Linked DNA regions of Sus scrofa: all the other regions are linked to region 1. Evidence: chromatin contacts called from public Hi-C and HiChIP or PLAC-seq data. All regions are on one chromosome and are shown on one strand. Each heading gives the region's core, a stretch centred on a gene start, on an enhancer-like site or on the middle of the called end of the contact. The rest is flanking DNA. Distances are from core to core; before and after follow the strand shown.

What was found. A called contact is a pair of places that touch in the nucleus more often than the background predicts. HiChIP or PLAC-seq counts read pairs in DNA pulled down with a chosen protein or histone mark.
Region 2: a Hi-C map of mesenteric adipose tissue shows a contact between it and region 1, with 2.1 times the contacts expected there. The contact joins the promoter of KIF7 here to the promoter of AP3S2 in region 1. A contact is called at or near these places in 2 of 47 Hi-C or Micro-C datasets (heart right ventricle and mesenteric adipose tissue) and 1 of 2 datasets of contacts at active chromatin or transcription factors (alveolar macrophages).
Region 3: a contact with region 1 is called in an H3K27ac HiChIP or PLAC-seq map of alveolar macrophages. The contact joins the promoter of PLIN1 here to the promoter of AP3S2 in region 1. A contact is called at or near these places in 1 of 47 Hi-C or Micro-C datasets (embryonic fibroblasts) and 1 of 2 datasets of contacts at active chromatin or transcription factors (alveolar macrophages).
Region 4: a Hi-C map of embryonic fibroblasts shows a contact between it and region 1, with 10 times the contacts expected there. The contact joins the promoter of MESP1 here to the promoter of AP3S2 in region 1. A contact is called at or near these places in 2 of 5 promoter capture datasets (fetal liver and liver), 26 of 47 Hi-C or Micro-C datasets (adipocytes, adipose tissue, alveolar macrophages and 15 more) and 2 of 2 datasets of contacts at active chromatin or transcription factors (alveolar macrophages and skeletal muscle).

The regions. Positions count from the first base shown.
Region 1 is chr7:55,460,922-55,463,748 of Sscrofa11.1, forward strand. AP3S2 (adaptor-related protein complex 3, sigma 2 subunit) reads right to left here and starts at 1,431. Exons shown (of 6, transcript NM_001244548.1): 1 at 1,279-1,431. The coding sequence starts at 1,347.
Region 2 is chr7:55,218,858-55,221,684 of Sscrofa11.1, forward strand. It overlaps KIF7 (kinesin-like protein KIF7), which reads right to left and starts at 1,380. Exons shown (of 19, transcript XM_021098960.1): 1 at 1,207-1,380.
Region 3 is chr7:55,249,453-55,252,279 of Sscrofa11.1, forward strand. It overlaps PLIN1 (perilipin 1), which reads right to left and starts at 1,345. Exons shown (of 9, transcript NM_001038638.1): 1 at 1,281-1,345. The coding sequence starts at 1,325. LOC106510160 (a long non-coding RNA gene) reads left to right here. Exons shown (of 2, transcript XR_001308377.2): 1 at 1-651.
Region 4 is chr7:55,326,221-55,329,047 of Sscrofa11.1, forward strand. It overlaps MESP1 (mesoderm posterior protein 1), which reads right to left and starts at 1,380. Exons shown (of 2, transcript XM_001925990.6): 1 at 1-1,380.

The sequences.
Region 1 (2,827 bases), core at 181-2,680:
TTAGTGGTTGCCAAGGGCTGGGGTTGTTGATGGGGAAATATGGAATGATTGCTAATGGGTAGAAGTTCCTCTTCTGGATAATGAAAATGTCCTAAAATTGTGGTGATAGTTGCATAATTCTGTGAAGTACTAAAAGCCATTCCACTGCATATTTTTTAAAGGTGAAATGTATAGTATGTAACTTAGATCTCAGTAACACCTTAAAAAACCTGATGGAGGGAGTTCCTGCTGTGGTGCAATAGGTTAACAACCCTGTTGCAGTGGTTCGGGTTGCTCTGGAGGTGCCTGTTTGATCCCCAGCCCTATGCAATAGAGTTTTAAGATCTGGTGTTGAGGCAGGTGCAGCTCAAATTCAATCCCTCGCCCAGAAGTTTCCATATGCCTCTGGTACAGTCATAAACAAAACAAAGCAAAACCCTGACAGAAAAATTCACACACACACATGCAAATACAAATTGAAGTGTTATTAAATGCTAACATAAAACCGATATAATTATTTAATAAAATGTAATCTAGCTAAAAATTATATGAAAAAGGTAAAAAAATTTTTTTCATTTCTATTTGACAAAAGAGGAAATAAAATCTGAAAGAGATTTATCAACTTGACCTGAACATAAGTTTTCTCACTTCTCCTCTAGGTTTCACCAACCCACCAATTACATTTTTAACCTAGCTCTTAAGAAATAAAACGTCGGGGGACAGGAAGCAAATAATGACGTTTATTCTTCCCAAAGAAACGTTTTTGGAAAACTCAAATTCACATCATCAGGTACTGAGCCCTCACGCGGCTGCATTTATAATTTCTCATCATTTCTCACTTTCCAAACTGACTTTGAACTCTACAGAGTGAAAGGTATCTAGTCCCTAGGCAGTCCCAGCCTCCACTGAAGCAAAATAATTCCAAGAAAGCACTTTTCTAAATCCTCTGGCTAAAGCGAAACCATTTTAAAAAGCTGCGTATTTCTCCCTGGTGAAACTGCGAGGTGAGTTTCACCTCGACAACCGATAAGGTGAAAGCGACCTCAACCATTTAAGCTGTTAACCACCACTTGAGACACTGGAGAAGTGTCACAAAACGGCACAGAAATGCTGGGGTCCTGGAAGGGGTAGGAAAGAACGGGGGTAGCGGGGCCGAGGCAGGTTGAGTCTGGGGGTCACCCATGGCACAGGAGCCCGAAAAGGTCTGCGGGCATTTTCCCGCGCGCTTCGCACAGGCCAAAGGGAGGGAGGGGGGTGCAGGCGCCCCAAAGGGTCGTGACGAAGCTAGGCCGCACTCACGAAACGCTGGTAGAAGCGGACCAGCCGCGGTTTCCCGTGGTTATTGAAAACCAGAATCGCCTGAATCATCTTTGCCCGCCACGCTTCTTTCAGCACCGGCTGCTCCCAGAAAGCATCTCCTTCCGCCACAACACAGACGTTTCCGGTTGATGCGCTGCTGAGAGTGGCCTCCGGAAACTTGTCCCGGCGCCCAGGGGCCGGGCCACGAAGAGTCCGGCCTCCCGGCACGCCTTGGTGAAAACTGCAGGGCGGGAGCTGGGCTCGCCGCGGGAGGGCTGGTGCGGACTCCGAGGCTGAGGAGGTCCGGCCCCTAGGCCAGAGCCGGTGGGCCAGTTAGGGTCTGGCTAAGACGCCACCCTGGCTCTTAGCCCTTCGTACACACCCACCGTTTGCTTAAGAATCCCGCCAGGCGCAAAGCCGAGCACGTCGGAAAAGCAGATGAAGATCGCTCAGTGGATTAAGGATCTGGCTGAGTCGCTGCTGCGGTGCAGGTTCTATCTCTGGCCCAGGCACTTACGCAGGATGGCGCGGCAAAAAAACAAAACAAAAAGGCAGAAACCCCAACAGCAGCCACGCTCCCAGATGAAGATGCTGTGGGATCTTCCATTTCTCCTCGGCGGCGTTAACACATACGGTCCTGCCTTCTTCCCCTTAACACTGCAGAACATTCCACGTGTGCAGATGCAGGCTAATTTAGCCATTTCCCGGTTGGGGAACCTTATGTTCGTTTTTAGTATTACATAAATGCTGAATTATATAGAGGTCTCTTCATGCAAAAGGACTGTCTGTCCATGGTAGACAGCGAATGGTGGAATTAAGGGATCTTTAATGCAATTCCATTTAATAGGTACTGACGATCCCAGATCGGTAGTCTTTGTATTTTTTTTCTTTCTTTTTTAAATTTGGCTTTTGCGTGTGTGTGTATGTGTGCGAATTTCTTTTAATGACTTAGTGGGGGTGAGGTGAAGCCCGTCCCTATATTGCAGATAGAACTGCAAATTGGAATCATCTACCCTGAGGTCTGTTGGCAAATATGCATCAAAAGCCTTTAAAATATAGATTAGACTCAGTATTTCCAGTTTTAGAATTTATAATAAAGGAGTTCCCATCGTGGCTCAGCGGTTAGCAAACCCGACTAGCATCCACTGGGATGCGGGTTGACCCCTGGCCTTGCTCAGTGGGTTAAGGATCCTGCCTTGCAATAAGCTGCCATGTACGTGGCAGACTGGGCTGGGATGGCACATTGCTATGGCTCTGGTGAAGGCCAGTGGCTAAAGCTCCAATTGGACCTTTAGCCTGGGAACCTCCATATGCTGCTGCTGTGGCCCTAAAAAAGACCAAAAGACCAAAAAAAAAAAATATATATATATACATATACATATATATATGTATATGTATATATATATATATAAAATAAAATGATTATGGAAAGATTTAGCCTCAAAAATGTACATCTCAGCAACATTATCACAGAGGAAAATACGAATCAAACTAGTTATTCCAAAATGAGAAACTGGTTAAATGCATTGATCCATGCGCATTTGAGAAA
Region 2 (2,827 bases), core at 130-2,629, 240 kb before region 1:
GTGGGTTAACGATCCGGCGTTGCTGTAAGCTGTGGTGTAGGTTGCAGACGCGGCTCGGATCCCGAGTCGCTGTGGATCTGGAGTAGGCCGGTGGCTACAGCTCCGATTAGACCCCTAGCCTGGGAACCTCCATATGCCGCGGGAGTGGCCCAAGAAATGGCAAAAAACAAAAAACAAAAAAACCTTAATCGGGGCCCTGCCTATTTACTTCCTGTACCCCACCTTCCCTCACCATCCTCTGCCTGCAGCACACTCAGTGTAGCCTGACTCCCCATCCCGCCAGGCTTAGGCTGGTCCCATCCTCAGGGAGCTAGGGAAGGGCAAGCACACGCCAGCACACACACCCCTGGTTCTTCCAACAGCCACTGACCACTCCCTTCCCTTGCAAAAGCCATATTATCCGTTGGTCTCCCCCTACCTCCCAAACTGGGAGCTAGGAAGCAGGGACCCTCCTGTTCCCTTCGTGCTCCAGCTGCAGCTCCCAGCATAAGGTCCAACGCTTAGTAGCTGCCTAACAGTGATAAATAATCTTTATCCAAGGAACTTTCCTCGTCCCCTTCTTCCCTTCGCTTATCGCAGACCTCACCACATCCAACCCCAACTCTAGGGTCACAGCACTTTTCTTTTCACGATTTAACTTCTCTCAGCACCTGTAATGGTCCGTTCGTTCATTCAGGCCTTGCTGGGTGCCCGGGCCTGAGCACACAGTGGTGCCTGCCACGCAAGATTGTAGGCGCCTCCATGCACCCCTCACCCAGAGCCTTTCCAGCCCCGTTCCGTGCTGGCTTCTCCGCGCCAGGGCTCCGGGCATTGTTCCGCGCCCCCAATCTCCCGGACAACACCGGCGCAGTCGGGCGCCCGGGGTAGGAGATAGGGAGTCAGAGAAGCTGAACTCTCGAGACAGGAACTCACGGAAAGTTTGGAGAAGTGATTACAAACGCGAACCCGACTCTCGCAGCGTGGGCCCTCACTCCTCCTGGCTAGGCCCGGAATGCCGGCCTCAGGCCCCCGACTTAGGGAAGCGGAGAGCCCCCGCCAACTCCAGGAGGCTGGTTAGCAAGGATGGAGGATCCTCGTGTTGGGTCAGGGATCCCCTGGCGTGCCGACGTCCAGGGCCACCCGGCCCAGGTCTGCCAAGGTGGGGGCGAGCGCGCGCCTCCCGCCTCCTAGCCCTCGACCTCCACCGCGTCCCGGACCCACACCCACCTGCTAGGGTAGGAACGCAGTCCCCCTGCGGGCCAGGAAGGCTCTGAACCCCAACTCGGCGCGCTCGGATGCCGTCATTGGGACCCCCGCCCATCAAACATCCCGCCCCTCACCCGCCACTCCGCCCGCCCGGGCGCTCGGGGGCGGAGGCGCTGGCCGCGCGGCGCCGCGGAGTCTGTCCGCAGAAGGGGCGGAGCCGAGACTGGTGGGGCGTGGCCTGGGCGTGGCCTGGGCTGAGGTGGGGGTGCCGCCCACCCCAGGTCCTCTAGCACCGCCTCTGGTCTCAAGCGCTGGGCGCCGATCCTAGCCAGACTCGCCTAATACAGAGGCCACAGCGGCCTCCAAGGCCGGTCTGATTCTCTGAACTGGAGAAGCCCACCAGCCGATGGAGCAGGGCCCCTGCGTCTTAAAATGCAAGTTGTAACAAATGAGAGAAGGAAAACTAACTAGGAGACTTTTGCACTCTGTGAGAAGAGGGTGGATTTTCCAACACTGAGACTCTGGAGAACAGAGGCCTAAAAATAAACTACGATCCGTTCGTTCTTCCTTCATTCATTCCGTTGCAGTCTTTCTCTTTCCCACCATTATTGCCCCTCTATCCCAGCACTCCTTCCACCCCACGCCCTCTCATAGCTCAGCAAAGCTCTCCCTTCCCAGACTCCAGGAAGCCTCCACCCCACTTTTTTCATCTGATTTCACGACTCCTAAAGCTGAGAAAGATTCATCCCCCACGCGAATTTTGCGGTTGGGATGAGTGCCCTGGCTGCACCCTGGGCACTCACACCAGGAAGAGCCCCAGACCCGGGGTGACCCAGGGGTGGAGAGATGAAGCCGCGGCAGAGCTCATTCAGGCCTTCTAGGCTGTGAGGCAGAAAGCAGGGGTTCTGCCCCCGCGGCGGGCTCAACCGGAGCCCGGCCCTGACAAATGTGACCCCACATTTCTGATTTGTAAGCCCCCAGCTTGAAATGGGATGGCATTCACCGGCCCGTTTGAGGACTACATTGCCACCTGGACTTGGGTTCCTGGATGGACAACTGCCCCTAGGAGAGGTCACTGGAGGTGGGGGCTGCTGTAGACATCTTAGCCAACCTCTCTGGTTGGGGAGGCAATTCTGTGGGTGCATGGCCAGTGGAAATCTTGCAGAGGCATTCATTCTGCATCCACCTGGGCAACTGCTGCCCAGGGCTGCCCCCAAACATCTCTTCCAGCAGATGCCCCTCCATCCATCCCATCACTGAAGCCATCTTTGACTCTTCTCTTCCACCATGTCTGATTACCCCTCCTCAGTAGCTTCTAAATCTGGGCAGATCTGTTTTCCACAACCTTTCTGCCCAAGTCACCACTGTCTTTTGCCTGGGCCACTGCAAATCCTCTTTGCTGGCCTCGCTTCTTATAACATACGCCAATTTTAAAAACGGGTTTTAAAGAGCACAAAAGCTGGAGTTCCCACTGTGGCTCAGTGGTAATGAACCTGTCTAGTGTCCACGAGGATGTGGGTTAAAGCCCTGGCCCCCCTCAGTGGGTTGAGGATCCGGTGTTGCTGTGAGCTGTGGTGTAGGTCACAGATGGGGCATGGATTCCCACATTTGGTGTGGTTGTGGTAGGCCAGCAGCTGTAGCT
Region 3 (2,827 bases), core at 95-2,594, 210 kb before region 1:
GCTTGGAGATGTGAAATGACTTATCCAAGATCACACAACTAGTTAAGTGGAAGAGCCAGGATTCCAACTCAGGCCTGAGATGGCATATGTGGAATTTGTTTCACAATAACACAAGCTTGGGGAATAGAGTGAGGATGGGACAGAACTGTCCATGGATTACATTGCCGGGGCTAGTGAAGGGCATTCTATTTTTCCGCCTATTTTTAGGAATGTTAAGAATCTCCACATGAACATCTCAGGTCAGATCAGAAGTGCGAGCTCTCTGCAGCTTTGAACACACACTTTTGCGTGGTTCGGCTCTGGAGGGGAGAACCTAGCTTCTTCTGTTTGTAAGAGGCTGTGTCAGAAGACCCATCAGGGAGGCTGGCATGTACAGTAGAGAGCAGGCTATTCTATTTTAGCTTCTGGTCTCACATGTGAGTTTGAAATTTGAACTAGAAAATGATTAGGACTGAAAGTAAGAAAACATTTTCTTTTACATTTTGGGCAGAGCCTTCCGGGGTTGTTTTCGGCAAAGCGGAGGAGCGAGGGAGACCCTGGGAAGGGAACCAACTACCACCTGTTAGGATGGCTTAACCATGCCCTTGACCATTTTACGCCTGTGTTCTACGAACGAATACGAAACATAATGTGGCGATTCCTCATGCAAAGGTGAGTTAAAGCCTAACTTGGGACAAAATGCCTATTATATGGGTTCAAGACTTTTTCAAAGTTTCACTGTTTGAACTGGACCAAATCAGAGGGGCCTTGCCAGGAGGCACTGGGTCCACCTAAACGTGTTAAACCACTTTGAGTCACAGTGAAAACGAGGCTAAAGGCACAAGGCCAGACACACTGCCTCTCCGACCTCCTCCCACCTTCACAGTGTGCACTGTGTAACCCTGAGAGGTGCCACGGACATAGCCTGCACCGTGCACGCCACCTCTGGAGTCACAGAGCACAGTGGCTTAGTCCTGAACATACATTTCACCCAGGTGGACAAAACATGGGCTTCTGCTTCCGGGGTCAGAACCTAGAGCTTCCCCTCCTCTCCTTTCCCTCCCAGCCAGTTTTCCATTCTTTTTGTCCAAGGTGGTTCATTTTCAATAGGCATTTCACTCCTGCAGATCCTCTAATAGGCTTCCGCAAGAAGGAGTGAGGGCAAGAATAACTCAGACATAATGGTCAATGAATTAAGAATATAATCTACACCCATCTTGCGCTGAGGCCCCGGAACCTCTCCTCCCAGCTCTTCCTTCCCCCATCAGTTGTGCACGGCCTCAGAGAAGCCCGTTACTTACAGGGAGGTCTCCATCCAGCAAAGTCAGGCCCTTGTTGACTGCCATCGTAGTTCTTCAAGCTGCAAAGCACAGGGGTCCAGGTCCATGAGCAAGTCCCCTGCCTGAGATCCACAGGCTCGGCCCCCTACCTCTCACCATCAGTTCCCTGAACAGACAAGTGGCCGCTCCCTGGAGTCTGATGAGCTACTCTGCAGCCTTCTTGTCAAGACTGATGTTTCTTATAAAGATTCAGGGTAAGAAATAAAAAATGAAAGTAGCGTTAAGAGAGAAGAGGCCTTAAGATGAAATTTAGGGGCTCTCAGATGACTGTCCAAAAGAGACTCAAGAATGAGTTTCAGGTTTAGTCTTTTTTTTTTTTAATTTTAATAAAAAAGTTCTTCATTAATTCCTTCTTTTTAAGCAAGACTATCTACCAGTCGTTCCCTCTATGCTCGACCAGATGAGAAAGCAGTTGTTCTTAAAACCAGCCATTTCAGCTGTGTTCTGGAAAAGCTGGTGGCCCCGGAATTCCACACCCTTGGTCATTCACCCTGAATAATCTCTCTGCCATTGGTTTCCCTGCAGGCCTCTTCATGCTCAGTAAAATTCCCAGAAGACCCTAACCCTCAACTTCTTTGGTGCTCGAAAACAAACCTAGTAAAGTTGTCCCAGGACCCCGACGCTCGCTCCAGCTAATGCCACCTCAGTCCCACAGAGCCCAGGCTGCAGAGCGTCTCGTCTGGCAGAAGCAGCCCCGTTGCTCTGGGGAGCCTTGAGCAAAGCTCCTAACACCTCCCAGCTAGAGGAGGGCAGAGAGGAAGAGAAAGTTGGATCAGTTGGTTGCTATGGTTATTTGACCCAGTGTCCCCTGGGCACATCCTAACTTCTTTAAGGAGGTTTAGCCAACTAGGGGGTAGATCGCAGAGCTGAAAGAACCAGACTCAGAGGAGTTAGTATTCCAGAGCTGTGAAATATCTGTTCTGTAACTTATTTCTGGCCCCTAGTTCTCAAAAAGCTGTTTCCAGAAAGATGTTGAGATATGTGTCATTAAACTCATAAGCTCTAAAGTTTTATCATCTTTGGCTCCTTTTCCGCAGAGGGGTCCTGTGGAACTGTTTTCAACCCATTTCCATCATGTTTATTTTTCACTTTCGGGAATGAAGTTTGAACAGTAAGATTTAAACCCACACAGGAACAGAGTTCTCTTGAATGTACAAGTCTTTTTTTTTTTTTTTTTTTTTTTTTTTTTGTCTTTTTAGGGCCACACCCGCAGCATATGGAAGTTCCCAGGCTAGGGGTCCAATTGGAGCCACAGCTGCCAGCCTACATACACCATAGACACAGCAACATGGGATTCTTAACCCACTGAGCAAGGCCAGGGATTGAACCTGTGTCCTCATGTTGCTAGTCGGGTTCATTACCACTGAGCCATGACAGGAACTCCTACTAGTCTTTTGATTATGAAGATAAATTTCTCTCAGTGAAGAAGAGAAACAGAGCTGAGGTGGACTCCTTGACAGTCTAGCTTTTGAGAAAGCAACTTCATCTCCGTAAATCCTAGATTTCTT
Region 4 (2,827 bases), core at 130-2,629, 130 kb before region 1:
TGTCAGGCTGGGAAATGAGGCCTTGGGGCAGCCCCACCGAGCAGAGGTGAGAGTTCAGACGGGGTCCTTGGCCAGGGTGGGGGTGCAGGCAGGACAAGGCAGCACCCCCTTGGGCCCAGGGCCCGGGTCTCTGCCTGCCCACTAGGAACCAGCCGGCTTCCTCAGACCGAGCCTGGGTCCTGGGCGCTGCCCCCTCCCACTTCCCAGCCTCAGTACCCTTATTTTCCGGCCAGCCCCTCTAACATGGGAGTGCTAATCAAAGGTGCAGTGTCGGTTTTCCCCTTGCGGCCCCTAATCCCCATCCCCACTGGAGCCAGAGGCCCCAGGAGAAGGAAGCAGCTCTGTCCTAACGCCAGCCTGTTTAGCATGAGCAGCACACCTCCTGGGAAGCTCCTAATTTGGGTGTCCCCTACTGCCAGGGATCCTCCCACCACACCTCGGCACCAGCCCGCAAGGCAAGCTCTTTCAGGGCAGCGGTTCTTATTCACGAAGCCCCCACCTTCAGATAACCTGGGGCACCCCTCTGGGGTGTGGCCAGGGTGGCTTAGAATAGAATGCCCTTCTGCCCTGTACCACCGGTGGCACTTGGGTAACTCACTCCATGTTTCTGCCCTGGCCTCTGTTTCTGCCCTGTAATACCTCCTGTGCCAACAGTGCAAGGATCAAATCATAGCACAGGGACCGTGCTTTGGGCAGAGCCCACCTGTGTGTTCCTGCTGTCACTTGGGGTCTGACACTGTACTGGGGCTTGGCTGGGTTACAGCTCACAACCACACTGTGATATGAGTGTCATTGCCCCACTTTGTAGATGTGGAAACGAGTGGAAGCCCAGAGAGGTGGTCCTGTGTTGCATGGCTAGTAGGGGAAGAGCTGGGATCTGTTCTGCTCTGTCTGGGACCAAAGCCAATGTTCTGTTTTCCCACCAGTCCCCCTGCCCCCTCTGGAGGACTAGAGTGGCTCCTTTCCTCCTGGAGGGGTGCCCTGGGAGTGCCCTGCTGGGGGAGGGCTATGCCGCATAATCTTTAAGCCCCCAGGAAACCTTGATATACCAGGACCTGTTGAGAAGTAAAAAGAAAACAGGTTTCCAGACCCTGGACCTGCTTGAACCAGAATCCCCAGAGGAGATTCCGGGTGTGAAAAGTAAAATCTGGAGTTCCCATGGTGGCTCAGTGGTTAACGAACCCGACTAGGAACCATGAGGTTGTGGGTTCAATCCCTGGCCTTGCTCAGTGGGTTAAGGATCGGGCGTTGCTGTGAGCTGTGGTGTCGGTCACAGACGCAGTTCGGATCCCACGTTGCCGTGGCTGTGGTATAGGCTTCAGCTGTAACTCCGACTTGACCCCTAGCCTGGGAACCCCATATGCCACGGGTGCGGCCCTAAAAAGCAAAAACAAGAAGAAAAAAAAAAGTAAAATCTCCGGAGAATTATGAGGCTTGGCCACTTTTGAGAAGTAACACCCTAGAGTGAGCACTTCCCAATCCAGAGAAAAGGCATGGGGGGCAACCCCCACCATGGAGCCTAAGCTTCACCAGGTCTTGGAAAGATGAGGCCGTGCTTGTGCTGGCGAGGGGGCTGCAGCCACCTGGAGCCCAGGGCCGTCAGGGGCCCAGCAGGAAGGCTCCCAACTTCTCCTCCACTTCCCCCCTTCCCCACCAGCCCAGCTTATGCCCCCAAAACTCCCAGGAAGCCCCTTCCAACGGAGGCCACCCCCTCTCCTCACACCTTTAGCTCCTGGAGCCACCGACTTGGCAAGCCATATGGAATAGATTATTCTGGACCCATGATAATCTGATTATCTTGGTCATGGATCAGCTGGATGCGCAGCTAGTGGAAGTCACAGGAGGCAGAGTGACAAGGAGGGAGGGGGTGGGAAGAAAGGAGAGAGATTTGTCAGATTCCGGGGAAAGGCTGGAGAGGAAGTGCCAGAATCTCCCCAGTTTGGAGAGCTGGGCAGAGAATGCAGGGTGAGTAGACTGCACCTCTCTCCTGAGGGTGTCACACTTATGCCTCGCTTCATCTAGGTAAGTGGAGCCTTGCAGTGAAACACGGGGAAACCGCAGCATAAAGAGCTGACCAGCCCGAAGCAAAGAGACAGACATGTAAATGTGGGAAAGTTTGTCACATGACCCCTCAGTTTCTAAGCTGTGAAGTGGAACGGGGACCCCCAAGTGCTTGCTGAGATGCCTTGGGGGACTGACTGCATACCTTGTTTGCAAGGTACCGGTCTCAAGCCAGAGGGATGCCCTGGCTATCCAGCCTCCTTGCACTCCCAGCCACAGACAGCAGAGGGCGCTGCCCAACCACTTGGAATCTTGGGATCTGAGGTGGGCCGACCAGTCAGGGGCCTTTTTTCCTGGGGCCTGGGGCCATAGTGAGTACAGGATGGGGAGCTTAGCAGACATGTCAGAAATGCTGGGGCTGGCTTAAGAAAAGGGTGAAGCCAGCTTAGTGCTGGTGTGATGGGCTAGGTGACCCCAGAGAGGCCACTTGCCCTCTCTGGACCCCAATTTGCTCATCTGTCCACTGGGAAAAACATACACCTGTGTGCTGAGAGGGAGAGCAAGATGGAGCCTAGAGGAGTGAGGAGAAGGGGGACGGGCTCAGGTCCCTACACACCCCTGGGAGCAGAGGCAGAAAACAGACCACGAACCAACCAAAACTCTAGGCTCCCCAGCAAGGATTTGCAGGCCCGGCTCGACTGCCAACTTGGGGCGTGTCCAGCACCAGCCCCTGTAGATGGCACAGGAGGGAGCTCCCTCCAGGCAGGATGCACAGGTTTTGGGTGCCTTCTGACCCCACCCCTACCCCAACCGCACAATAGCACAG